Regions from separate parts of the Zea mays genome. Here regions 1 and 3 are each linked to region 2. Evidence: chromatin contacts called from public Hi-C data. All regions are on one chromosome and are shown on one strand. Each heading gives the region's core, a stretch centred on a gene start, on an enhancer-like site or on the middle of the called end of the contact. The rest is flanking DNA. Distances are from core to core; before and after follow the strand shown. Region 1 holds the start of LOC118476712. Region 2 holds the start of LOC103650771. Region 3 holds the start of LOC542507 (cytokinin oxidase 2).

The links. Hi-C and Micro-C count contacts between places; a contact is called where the count stands out from the background.
Region 1: a contact with region 2 is called in a Hi-C map of ear, with 5 times the contacts expected there. The contact joins the promoter of LOC118476712 here to the promoter of LOC103650771 in region 2. A contact is called at or near these places in 4 of 25 Hi-C or Micro-C datasets (ear, endosperm, leaf and 1 more).
Region 3: a Hi-C map of leaf shows a contact between it and region 2, with 5 times the contacts expected there. The contact joins the promoter of LOC542507 here to the promoter of LOC103650771 in region 2. A contact is called at or near these places in 11 of 25 Hi-C or Micro-C datasets (bundle sheath, ear, endosperm and 5 more) and 1 of 3 datasets of contacts at active chromatin or transcription factors (leaf).

What each region holds. Positions count from the first base shown.
Region 1 is chr3:154,282,896-154,286,749 of Zm-B73-REFERENCE-NAM-5.0, forward strand. It overlaps LOC118476712, which reads left to right and starts at 1,714. Exons shown (of 4, transcript XM_035966345.1): 1 at 1,714-2,060; 2 at 2,141-2,270; 3 at 3,249-3,353; 4 at 3,427-3,854. The coding sequence starts at 1,889. The coding sequence ends at 3,469. It overlaps LOC103650768 (hexokinase-3), which reads left to right. Exons shown (of 9, transcript XM_008676343.4): 6 at 1-67; 7 at 147-274; 8 at 786-867; 9 at 947-1,629. The coding sequence ends at 1,315.
Region 2 is chr3:154,618,154-154,621,919 of Zm-B73-REFERENCE-NAM-5.0, forward strand. LOC103650771 reads left to right here and starts at 1,625. Exons shown (of 1, transcript XM_008676344.4): 1 at 1,625-3,766. LOC100273469 (Glycerol-3-phosphate dehydrogenase [NAD(+)] GPDHC1 cytosolic) reads right to left here and starts at 1,949. Exons shown (of 6, transcript NM_001147906.1): 1 at 1,846-1,949; 2 at 803-1,705. The coding sequence starts at 1,445.
Region 3 is chr3:154,305,729-154,309,339 of Zm-B73-REFERENCE-NAM-5.0, forward strand. LOC542507 (cytokinin oxidase 2) reads right to left here and starts at 1,721. Exons shown (of 5, transcript NM_001112056.2): 1 at 921-1,721; 2 at 686-813; 3 at 335-595; 4 at 1-261. The coding sequence starts at 1,503. It overlaps LOC103650766 (a long non-coding RNA gene), which reads left to right and starts at 52. Exons shown (of 4, transcript XR_564373.4): 1 at 52-571; 2 at 700-794.

The DNA of each region.
Region 1 (3,854 bases), core at 464-2,963, 340 kb before region 2:
ATCACATTTGCCAAGAACTCCTTATGACATCTCCCTTGATGATGAGACGCAAAATCGCAATGATCAGGTGACACTTTGTGTAAAGTATGTTATGGAATAGCTGTACCTTTTGTTAGTATTACTGAACAAATCTGACATTGATCCAGGGGTTTGAAAAAATGATATCTGGGATTTATCTTGGGGAAATTGCAAGGCTGGTGCTGCATCGAATGGCTCTAGAATCAGATGTCTTTGGTGATGCCGCTGATAATCTATCCACCCCCTTCACATTGAGGTACCTTAAGTTTTCTATGTTTTGTTTATTCCATTTTTTTTTGTGTAGTGGAAAAGGTGAAGTAGATTTTTTCAAAGGAAACGTAGCAAGTATCGGGTTATATTTGCTACCAATGCAGTACTCTATGTTGTGTTCTGCATCTTTGGATTCATGCTTCCCAATGTCAAGTACATGATCCATATCATATCTATGTTGGAAACCTTCCTGCTCAGCTGTGCATATTACTGCAGAATGTTTCATGTTTATGCGTCATTGGGTGTTAAATATAGGCTTAATTAGGTTTAATAAATCCGTCTCGTATTTTAGTCTTCATCTGCGTAATTAGTTTTATAATTAAACTATATTTAATACCCATAAATATCATTCAAACATTCGATGTGACAGGAACTAAACTTTAGTTGGGTCGAACCAAACACTAAAAGGCAAAATCACGTTGGCGATTACCTAAACTAAAGCTTGTGCGCAGAAAATATTGCTGATACTTTAGTATATGCTTCTGTTTGTGTTCCAGCACACCACTTCTGGCTGCAATTCGCAAGGACGATTCACCAGATCTGAGCGAAGTCAGAAGGATATTGCAAGACCATCTGAAGGTCAGCTTTCCCGATCTCCCTGAAGTTAAGCATGTGTGTTCCTTCAACCTGTACTGAAGTTTTGGTGATTTTGCTGCAGATACCGGACACTCCTCTGAAAACTCGGAGGCTAGTCGTCAAAGTCTGCGACATCGTCACCCGGAGAGCTGCCCGCCTAGCCGCCGCTGGCATTGTTGGGATACTGAAAAAGCTGGGTCGGGATGGGAGCGGCATTGCCTCAAGCGGGAGAACGCGAGGGCAGCTGAGGCGGACGGTGGTGGCGATCGAGGGTGGCCTATATGAGGGCTACCCGGAGTTCAGGGAGTACCTAGATGAAGCCCTGGTGGAGATCTTGGGGGAGGAGGTGGCGCGGACGGTGACACTGGAGGTGACAGTGGATGGGTCTGGGGCCGGCGCTGCCCTCCTCGCCGCCGTACATTCGTCGAATAGACAGCAAGGTTCCATATAGGGAGAAGGGAAGATGGTGATACAGCCCCTCTGTGCAAATGTAAAAAGGGATATTATTTGATATCTATATTCATATATATAAAATCTGGTCTTGTGCAGAGAAATACCTGTTCTCCTATCTCAAGCTCTTATCACTCTTCTGCCTTGCTCTTGTGGATGTAGGCGTTGCTGTGTACTAGGTTTACCTTTTTTTTTCAGTGTGGAAGGGAATTATGATTCTTTGTAAGTCCGAGTTGCTGATGAACTGATCTTGTGACCAAAATGGCAAAATGTCATGAGTCATGACAAGCTGAGATAACCATTTTTTTTTTCTAATGTTGGACGCAGCAATGGACATCACATTGGTCCTTGAGGTTGAAGGATCATCTACTGAGTCATTTACTAAGAGATCAGAGATCAAACATTCATCAGATGGTCTGATTAGACAGGGGAGCACCAAACTGTATGAGCTGAGACGACTGGATCCTTGAGTAGTTAGAAAGAAGCCCAATAAGAGAATTGGCCCATACCATCAAGGCAGTACGTACGTGGGCCACGGGCCACAAACGGCAAAAGCCGGCGGAACCCAATTGCCATGGAACCCGGCGCGTGCCCCATTCGAAAAGGCGCGACGGCTTCTTCCAGAAGGCTCCGAGCCACACGTCGGCTCCTCCCGTCTCCTCTGCCTCCGCTCGCGCCTCCCGCCGTCTCTCTGTCGCCGTCGCCGTTCTGCCGCCGCCGGACACGTCGTGAGCTCTCTCTCTCCTGTGTGCACCTTCTCGATCTCCTTCTCCCGGATAATTGCACCCTCCATTTGCCGTTCTCATCCATGTGTTCTGTTCGATAGGGCTCCCCTATTCGACCATTCGTTTCTGTGCCTATCGTATCGAGGTTTCGCTCGTGCAGTTACAACAAGGATTGCACGGATTTTGCTGCGAATGGTGCACGGCCGGAGGATATTACGATACAATCGCAAGGTGAAGTGCCTTCTACACTTGGCAATTTCGCACCCTTAACGGTTGTTTGTTGCGTTTTGATCTCCACAAATCCGGTAATATAGCGGAATGACGCCCTTTTGCTATCAGTAGCATAGCAGAGCAGGAATTTGTTTGTGCATGTTTGGAATTTTGTCTGCATTGATGATGTGGGTAGCGCCGAATCCTTCTGACGTTTACAGTTTGATACGGCGTCTTGGTTTATCTGAAGGATAAGGTGGATTGGACTCTCTTGACGGTAACAATCCGGTCAATTAGAAGTAACTTCACATGAATGACTTTATATTTTAGTCTCACTCTCACATCAACTTACCTTTAATTTGACGTGGATTGGACTGACACATCACCAACCGGGAGAAGAAGACTAGTGAGACTTAGTCTTTTTTTTTCCTTCCTTTTTTATTCTGAGCCAACAATATAGCCTGGAAAAAGCACATTGATTCAGATGAGACGTTATAAGATCTGGTATTATGGAAATTTCCTTGACGTACGAGTTTTACAGGACGATCTTCGTTGTTAAAGGTTGTCTCTTATCACTATCAGCTATCAAAGGTGTGCGGAAAGTGGTGATGATAACAGAGGGACACAAAAGAGCTTTACTAAAACCAAACACAGATGTTCTCTCTCAATCATCTGCATTTCGTATTGTCCATATTTGAAGTAAGGTAACGCCAAGTGGTGGGCATATTATCGATCAAATGTTCAGAAGCACATGAATTCAATAGATATTGATATATGTATAATCTGAAGAAAATGAAAGGAAAGCTCCGTATTATAGCAGATACTAGATGGTGGTTCAGACACTTTTTTGGAGTCTTTGGTTGAAATGGTAAATAGTATGTACAACTCAACTGTGCTTTGAACTGGGAAAACAATTTCTTGTTTTTTTTCAAGTCGGTATATTCGTCGAGCTACACGCCTAACAAGTGCTACATGTATCCTCCTCATTCTTTGTACCAGAAACGAGATGCCTTTGTCAGAGAATGAACTTGAAATCGGCTTCTTGAATAATTGCAGCACGGCTGTTCAGAGAGTTGGTGGACATGTGCATCATGTTGCAAGCTGGTAAGATTGTACAAATAGTTACTGCTGAAAATTCGATCAGGCCAGGTTATTTAAATCCATAGTCTCTACCTAGTGGTGGTGGCAGAATCCTTGATCCTATCACGGTTGCAAAGTGACTAGTAATGTGGCATTGGGGGTCTGGGTTAGAATTTCTGGCTTCGGGAAGGCACCGTGGTGGTGTGGGTGCAGAGTGGCGGCATGTCAGTGAGCGAGGGAGGGAGAGAATGTGTAAGGGCCATTGAGGCCAGGCAAGATGTTTGCCTTGCTTGCTTTAAAACGGTTACATAACCCTTACAGATTTGGACTCTTAGGCCCTGTTTGGGAAAAAAGTTTTTGAAAACCACAGTTTTTGAAATACTACAGTATACTTTAGTCATGACAATACCGTAGTTTACAATACCACAATTTTGGAAACTGAGGTCTAGACCTAAGTTTAGAATACCTTAAAACAACTATAGTATTTGCAATACTTCAGTTTTGAAAACAGAGATTTTAGCCAGC
Region 2 (3,766 bases), core at 375-2,874:
GCTTTAACTTATAGCCCCTCCTTTGATCCAATCCTGGATCCGCCACTGATGAGCATGCCATAAATTTACATCTTTGGTGTGTTTCACTTCCAGTATACATAAAACATATGGTAAATAGAGAATTGGAATAGACAGCTAAACACATGAATCGGAATTCAGTGCAGTCTTCAAATGGAAGGGGAAATTGATACTATTATGGAGCGAACGGATTGTTGGTGAATGCATATCCACAAACTAACTGTGTTCAGCAGCTAATGGCATTAATTGTGCAAATTACTATCTAGTTATATTATAACAGACAAGCAATAGATGGGCTCATGCTGTCTCTTATAAATGGACAATGTGGCAGGTAACATACTGGAATTGTTAGCTTGGACTATAGACATCAGGTTCGTTTGTCAGAGATCTTGCAAAACACAAATGAGCTTTCCACATGATAGATTTGTTGTAAACTGATCGAGAATTCTACTATTGAGGGGGTGTTTGAATGCATTAGAGTTAATTGTTAGTTGGCTAAAAAATTGCTAGTGGAATTAGCTAGCTAACTATTAGCTAATTGCTAAAAGTAGCTAATAGTTAATCTATTAGCTAGACTGTTTGAATATCTTTAGCTAATTTTAGTAGATAACTATTAGCTCTAGTGCATTCAAACATGATCTTAATCATGACCTTGATCAAGCAGCTTATCATGCATGCCACGAATCATAATATTTTTCTTGCAACCAATACCATTCAGCTTCCTCAAGGAAACTTGTGGTGATTGAGTTTAAAATACGCAGGCAGAGACAAGAGAGATTCTTACTTGCAGAGCTAATCATTTGAGTAGGTGTAATGATACGAGGTATTGGATCCAACGAGGCCTCAATTCCCTTGGCGAGGGAAATTATCACCGGGACACTAATCCTCTCCTTCCAATACTCGCTGATCTCATCAAACACCTCCCTCGTCTCGGTGGACGGCACCCCATTCACGACGATGTCGGCATCCCAGACGGCCTCCTGCAGGTTAGTGACGACCTTGAGAGGGCAGAGCGGCGTCTCGATCATGTTCAGGCAGAAGCCGTCCTTGAGTATCTCGTCGGCATACAGCGTGCGGTCTCCGAGCCGCGCCTCGACGTACTTGAGGTAGGCGCAGCGGCGGATGAGGCGCCTGAGCACGTCCTCCCTGGAGTTGATCACCTCGAACAGGTGCTCCGCGGTGGAGCGGTCCACCGTCCGGCCCGGGCGACGCCAGATCCTTATCTGCACCTTGTCCCGGAAATGGCCGTACGCGTCCTGTAGTAGCGCGGCGAAGACGCTGCCCCACGCGCCGGCGCCGACGCTGACGATCTTGAGAAGGTCCCCCTCCGACTTGCCGAGCAGCCGGCGCAGCTCGTCCAGCCGCTCCTCCGTGGCCGTGCCATTGCCGCCGTGGACCGATCCATTGACGTGCACGCTCCCAACCATTTCCCGAGCTCAGGAGTCAGTGCAGCGGGAACGGTTCAGCTCACAGGCGCGCCCCCCCTCAGCCTCAGGCAGTAAATTAATCGAGCACCTTGAGCGCGAGCGCGAGGTATTCCCACCCTCCCAGAGCGCGATTCCTGCGTCATCGAACGACCCCGCCGCGCGCGAGACCGCTCCGACCGCCGCTCACCAACCGCGGACCTAACGCAACGCCCTCCGATCCTCGCCTCAGAAAACTCCGAGAGCTGGTCATCCACCGCCACCTACAATTCAAGCACAGGACAGGACGGAATCAAGCGCGGCACGGCACCGATGTGTAGCAGGGCCGCAGGGATGAATAAGTAAGGAGATGACGAGCGCCGGCGGTGGCAAAGCAAGCGGCCGCCTTTACGTCGCCACCCACCTCCAGCTCAAGGACCCCGGGGGCGGAGCTGGCCGGCAGCCAGCACTGGAGTGAGAAGGAGGGGCGCGGGGTGGGTGGCGGATGGGGATGAGGATGGACGGACGCAACGGCCCGGCCGGCGCTGTATTGGAAGCAAGTGCCCGATCGGCGTGAATAAAAGTAGATGGGGGCGGGGGCGGCCCGGAGGTGGGTGGAGGCGTTAATGGGCATGGATGGCGCCAACCATGCAGTGCCCGCCATTAATGAGCAAGCGAGCGAGGGCCGGGAGTGCCGTAGTGGAGTGGGGGAGGAGGATGAGAGGGCCGGGACAAGACAAGACAAGCATCTGCTTCAGTGCTTCGCTCGCAGCTTCCCGAACTGGTTATTGACGAAGATGGATTTTTGAGTGATGAAGCGAACTGCTGCGATCGACACCGATGCGCCAGCGACGACGACAGAGATGGGGGATGAGTACTCGATGGGGAGGGATATGGGGGATGCTATCACGAAACAGGCAACAGATCGAGTTGATCGCTGTCTTCGTTGACACTGGCACATACGTGCACATGCAGGACTGGGACAGGCGAGCAACATCCGCAAGTATCGCTGTCCACGATTTTCCGCGAGCCTGTATGGTCGCAACTCGAACGGCCTACTGTTATGCTCAGAGATCAGAAGTGGAAGAAGAATCAGAGATTAGAGAAGAACAGTGAACAGGAGGCAGAAGGCGACGGATGTTATTGCGTATGAGTTTGTTTAAGTTTTGCATGCCTCTTCAGAAACCACAGACTAGGTATTATACCGTCACATGGGCTGGCCCTGAATTACAAGAGACTAGGATTACACAGCCCATTCTGGGCTCATCACACAAACGTTGGTGCGTCGAGTGCGTTTGCCGCCGAGTGCTGCCTGTTCCACTTCCGTCTCTTCCACAGCCTCCTCCTCCACAGAGGTGCTGACAGTCCCCTCTCCTTTGGAAGCGGCTTGTCCCCAAGCCGGCGCGTTCGGAAACGCAGCTTTCAGGGCCTCAGCGTCCTCCCATATCGCTAAGGCGGGATCCCAACCTGACCACACCACTTTGATTTGTGGAATCAGAGCTCCTCCTCGCTGAATAATGCGGTGAGCCAGAACCTGGACAGGCACTTGAAAACTAGGATTAGCATCAGGTAACTGAGGAACCACTGAATGCTGACGGCCGATTGAAGCTTTTAGTTGGGAAACATGAAATATTGGATGTATAGAAGAGGTCTCCGGTAACTGAAGCTTGTACGCCACGGTGCCCACCCGTTGCAGCACTGTGTAAGGGCCGAAGAATCGAAATGCGAGCTTTTGATTCGAGCGAACTGCCACAGATGATTGAATATAGGGTTGAAGTTTGAGGTAAACTAGGGTTGAAGTTTGAGGTAAACCTGATCGCCCACCTGGAATGATCGCTCCGAACGTTTCTTGTCAGCCTGTTTTTTCATGCGGGACTGAGCTCGAGTCAAATGCTGGTGAATCAACTTGGATATGATTTCTCTGTCCGTCAACCACTGTCTGAGGTCCTCCACTGCGACGGACGAGACTGAATCAATACCAAAATGGCGAGCTGCATGACCATATAGAACCTCAAAGGGTGAACGCCCAATTGCCGAATGGTAGTTGGTGTTATACCAAAATTCCGCGACTGACAGCCAGTGACAGCATTTCTTGGGACAAGCATGGACAAAACACCTGAGATAAGTTTCAATACATTGGTTTACTCGCTCAGTTTGACCATCAGACTGGGGATGGTAAGCCGAGCTCATGCAAAGCTGTGTTCTAGTCAATGTAAACAGCTGCTGCCAGAATTGACTTGTGAAGATTCGATCTCGATCCGACACAATACTTGCTGGCATACCGTGAAGCTTATAAATATTGTCCAAGAAAACCTTGGCCACCCCCGCGGCTGTGAATGGATGAG
Region 3 (3,611 bases), core at 471-2,970, 310 kb before region 2:
TGATTTGTTCACTGGATAAAGCAATATAGGACCATTGTTGCTATCTTTCAGGATCCTGCCAAAGACTTCCGTAGCAAATCTGCGGATTGAGCTCCTCGGTATCAGAAGATTCAACCAAGGGTGTGGAACTTCCCAGAGGCTTTGTGCCCTCAGCTTCAGCTCAGAGGTGTGCACCCTGTCCAAAAACTCCAGGTACGTGACATCGGTGTGGAATAGAGTAGACTGTATGAATCTAAGCCGAGATAGCAGTACAGCAACTTCCTGTAAACATAAAATTTACAGTTATTATCATTGGAGTCTAATATCTTGGTGCAAAGTGAAATAACAGGCTCACCTGTTCCATGGTATCAGTGTCGCCACTATTGAAGTTCTTGGTTAGTTCGAGGCAGTATAGCACTCTTCCATCTGACTGGAAATGGCTTGCTTGGACTGGGTCCTGTGGCTTGAAGGACGCCCTCCAGTTGTTGAGGATGCCTGTCCTGTTTATGATGACAAAACCTTCAATGTAGTCAAAGGAGTTCTCTGCCATGATCAACATCTCCTGGTCTTCGGTGAAGCTTTCAAAATCCGAGTAAAGAACTCTTATCCACCTCACCTGTCATTGTATATATATACATCCATTTACTAAATGACTGCATGCTGTCTGGAGATTTCATTTAACTGAATCGCTTGTCTGATGACTTACCATCTCTGGAGCAGGCTCAAGTGCAATCCTTGCTCTGGTTATGATCCCGAACTGACCAAGACCGCCGAGAGCAGCATAGAAGAGATCAGAGTTATCCTCGGGTGAGCAGGTAACGACGTCTCCCCTTCCTGCATTTGGTTTTTACGATTATTACGATCAGCGACTGTTTTTTTTTATGTTTCGTTATGTATGCTCCAAGCTAGTTGATTGAATGCTTTGTGAGTTCGTTTGAGACCTGTCACAATCTCCAGTTGATTGACATTGCTGACCTGCGGTCCGTGGCGGAACGCCTGGCCGCTGACCCCCGCATTAGACAAGGTGCCACCGACCGTGAGATGGAGATAGTCCGTCCACGACTTGGGTGCCAGGCCGTGCTTCAGCGTCTCACGCAGGACATTGATCCAGAGCTCTCCTCCGGGGGCATCGACAAAGCCGTCGTGGACCTGGAGCCTAGCGCCCCGGAGCGACTCCATCCTGACCACGATCCCCTGGGCGGCCTGGGACTGACCCATGAGGGAGTGTCCATGCCCGCGCGCCGCGACGGTGAGCGGCGAGCCCTCGCCCAGGGAGAAGACGTGCCTCACGGTGGCGGCGATATCGGAGACCGAGCCTGGGTGGAGCACGGCGGCCGGCAGGAAGCTGCACTGGTTGCCGAAGTCCCGCGCCATGGCGGAGACGTCATGGAAGCTGAAATGACCGTCGAGGCGCAGCGCGCCGAGGGGCGATAGCATGTCCTCGTCGGGGACGTGCATGGTCAGCCTGGCGAGCGCCAGCAGGACCAGCAGCTTGAAGCAGTGCACCAGTGATGGCGGCTTCATGGTAGTCAGCCGGCCGGGCTCAATTTATAATTCGACAAACCAACAAAAAGGAGGGGAGTTCGGCAGGTTGGTGCTGGGCAGTTGGGGAGCTTGGAATCAGAAGGCAGAGAGAGAGAGAGAGAGAGAGAGAGAGAAGAGGGGGTTTCCTGGTTGCGCGCCAAGTTTCTTGAGGTGCAACGAGGTAAGACTAGAGGAGGAAGACGGAAGGAGGGTTGAAGAAGGCGGTGGCTGTCCATGCAGGGGAGGGAGGGGGCCTCTCTATATAGGAGCTTGCGGCTTGCCTCGCGACTCGCGAGGAGGAGTGTGGGTGGTGCGGTGGTCAGCTAGTCAGCTGTGGGCGCTAGCTGTTTGGTAAAAACCGTATGGCGACTGTCTGCTTGCCGGCTTGCTTGCTTGCCGGTTGCGAATTGAGGCGCAGACATGTGCTAGTGGTGCATTGCGGAAGTTTCTTTTTAGAGCATGATGTTCTCGCTTTGTAGCTGCTGTCTTAAGCAACGGGGGAACATGTGTTGGCTAGTTAACAGCCTAATGGAGACGACATAGCCACATATAGGTGAGACTGTGTGTGTGAGAGAGGGAGAGGCAAAAGAAGGGGGGCAGGATCGGATCCTCTGTTCCAGTATCACCGGCTCTCTCTCCGGACAGTCACATGGCTTGCATGCGTCTGTCCCTGGGCAAGCCCACAGGACATCCCTATGTTCTGCTCGCTGGTCATATGCTGTTGGATTGGAGCTCACCAACACTAATCAGCCTCTGATTCTGTGGCCTCACTGCCCTGCTCTCCTCCTCCATTTTCCCATGCCTGTACTGTAGAGGATCAGTTCCATGGTGACCCGGCCGGCCATCGTTGTTGAGCTTGAGCTGTGAGCTCAGCTTGTCCGTCTGGGAATTGATTGACAGGTTGGAGTTGGAGAGCAGCTAGCAGACACCAGGGGTCCTCACAAGTTAGTTTCTGGAAATCTAATAGCATCCGGGTGATGGCAACTTGGGCACACATGCGCGACCACTTCTGTGGTACGACTTGGACCGTCGCGTTTGCTGCCGCCTTTCCCCTTCCTCTGCGTATGTTTGCATGTGGAAGACGAGGCATACATACGCACACATGCGTACGCGGCACACCAAGCTCGTGTCGATTCTGTGTGGACGCCATGGAGTCCAGATCGACGACGTCGCGGAGGATAGCCTACTGGAGCCGAACGCAAGCAGCGGCGGATCGTCCGAGCAAGTCAAGCAGAGCAGCAGATTGCTATTGCTAGCTGGTCAGTCAGAACACTCGTGACTTGTAGGGCTGAGCCGATGATGTCGCTCGCTGTTGGTGTCAAGGAATTTATGCTAGTGCAGAGGTGAAACCGACACGATGGACACCGGCAGACGGCAACGCATCGGGATGCGACCAAGTGGTTCGGTCCGTTCCGTTCCGTTCCTGTGCGGCGGAGCGGAGCACTAGGCGATGGAGCTAGCTGGAGCAGGAAGCAAGCGAAGGGGACGGAGCCCATGCGTCGTCGTCGGGGTGGAGGCAGGGAGGCCACTTCGACCGTCCATCCTGTCCGCGCGCATGCATTACTTTGCCTGGTACTGGTAGGCAGACTCCACAACGGAGATTCTTGTCCACTCTCCACCTCATCCGTGCCAAAACTTACCTGTCTTCAGTGATTCGCCTAAAATAGGGTATATGACAACTGTTTGCAAAATAAAGTTTGAAATAAGGGATGTCATAGAAAATCTGCCGCAGATGGCCTAACAACTCAAATAGTAACACCTATATATTATATATACTACTACTATTAAAAAAATCTAGAGGGCCCTAATACTTGCGCAGCTTTTGCAATGCAAGCTGTTCCCGCCCCGATGGTAAACAAACATGTGAGGAACTATTCTAGTAATGGTTAAACTTATTCTTGTGATAAGTCTACAAATTTTACAGGGAAAAAAAGAGAAACATACCTGCTATGTAGCACATTCTGCAAATGGCTTTGTTTGCATTAGACCGTAATAATGAACAAAATGAAAAAGTGGTGTGTATGTTATGTATATTAAGAGACCGGCCCTCTGGCTTGGAAAGGCAAAAGCACACACATGTTTAGTGCTCACCACAGGCCACCTTCCAG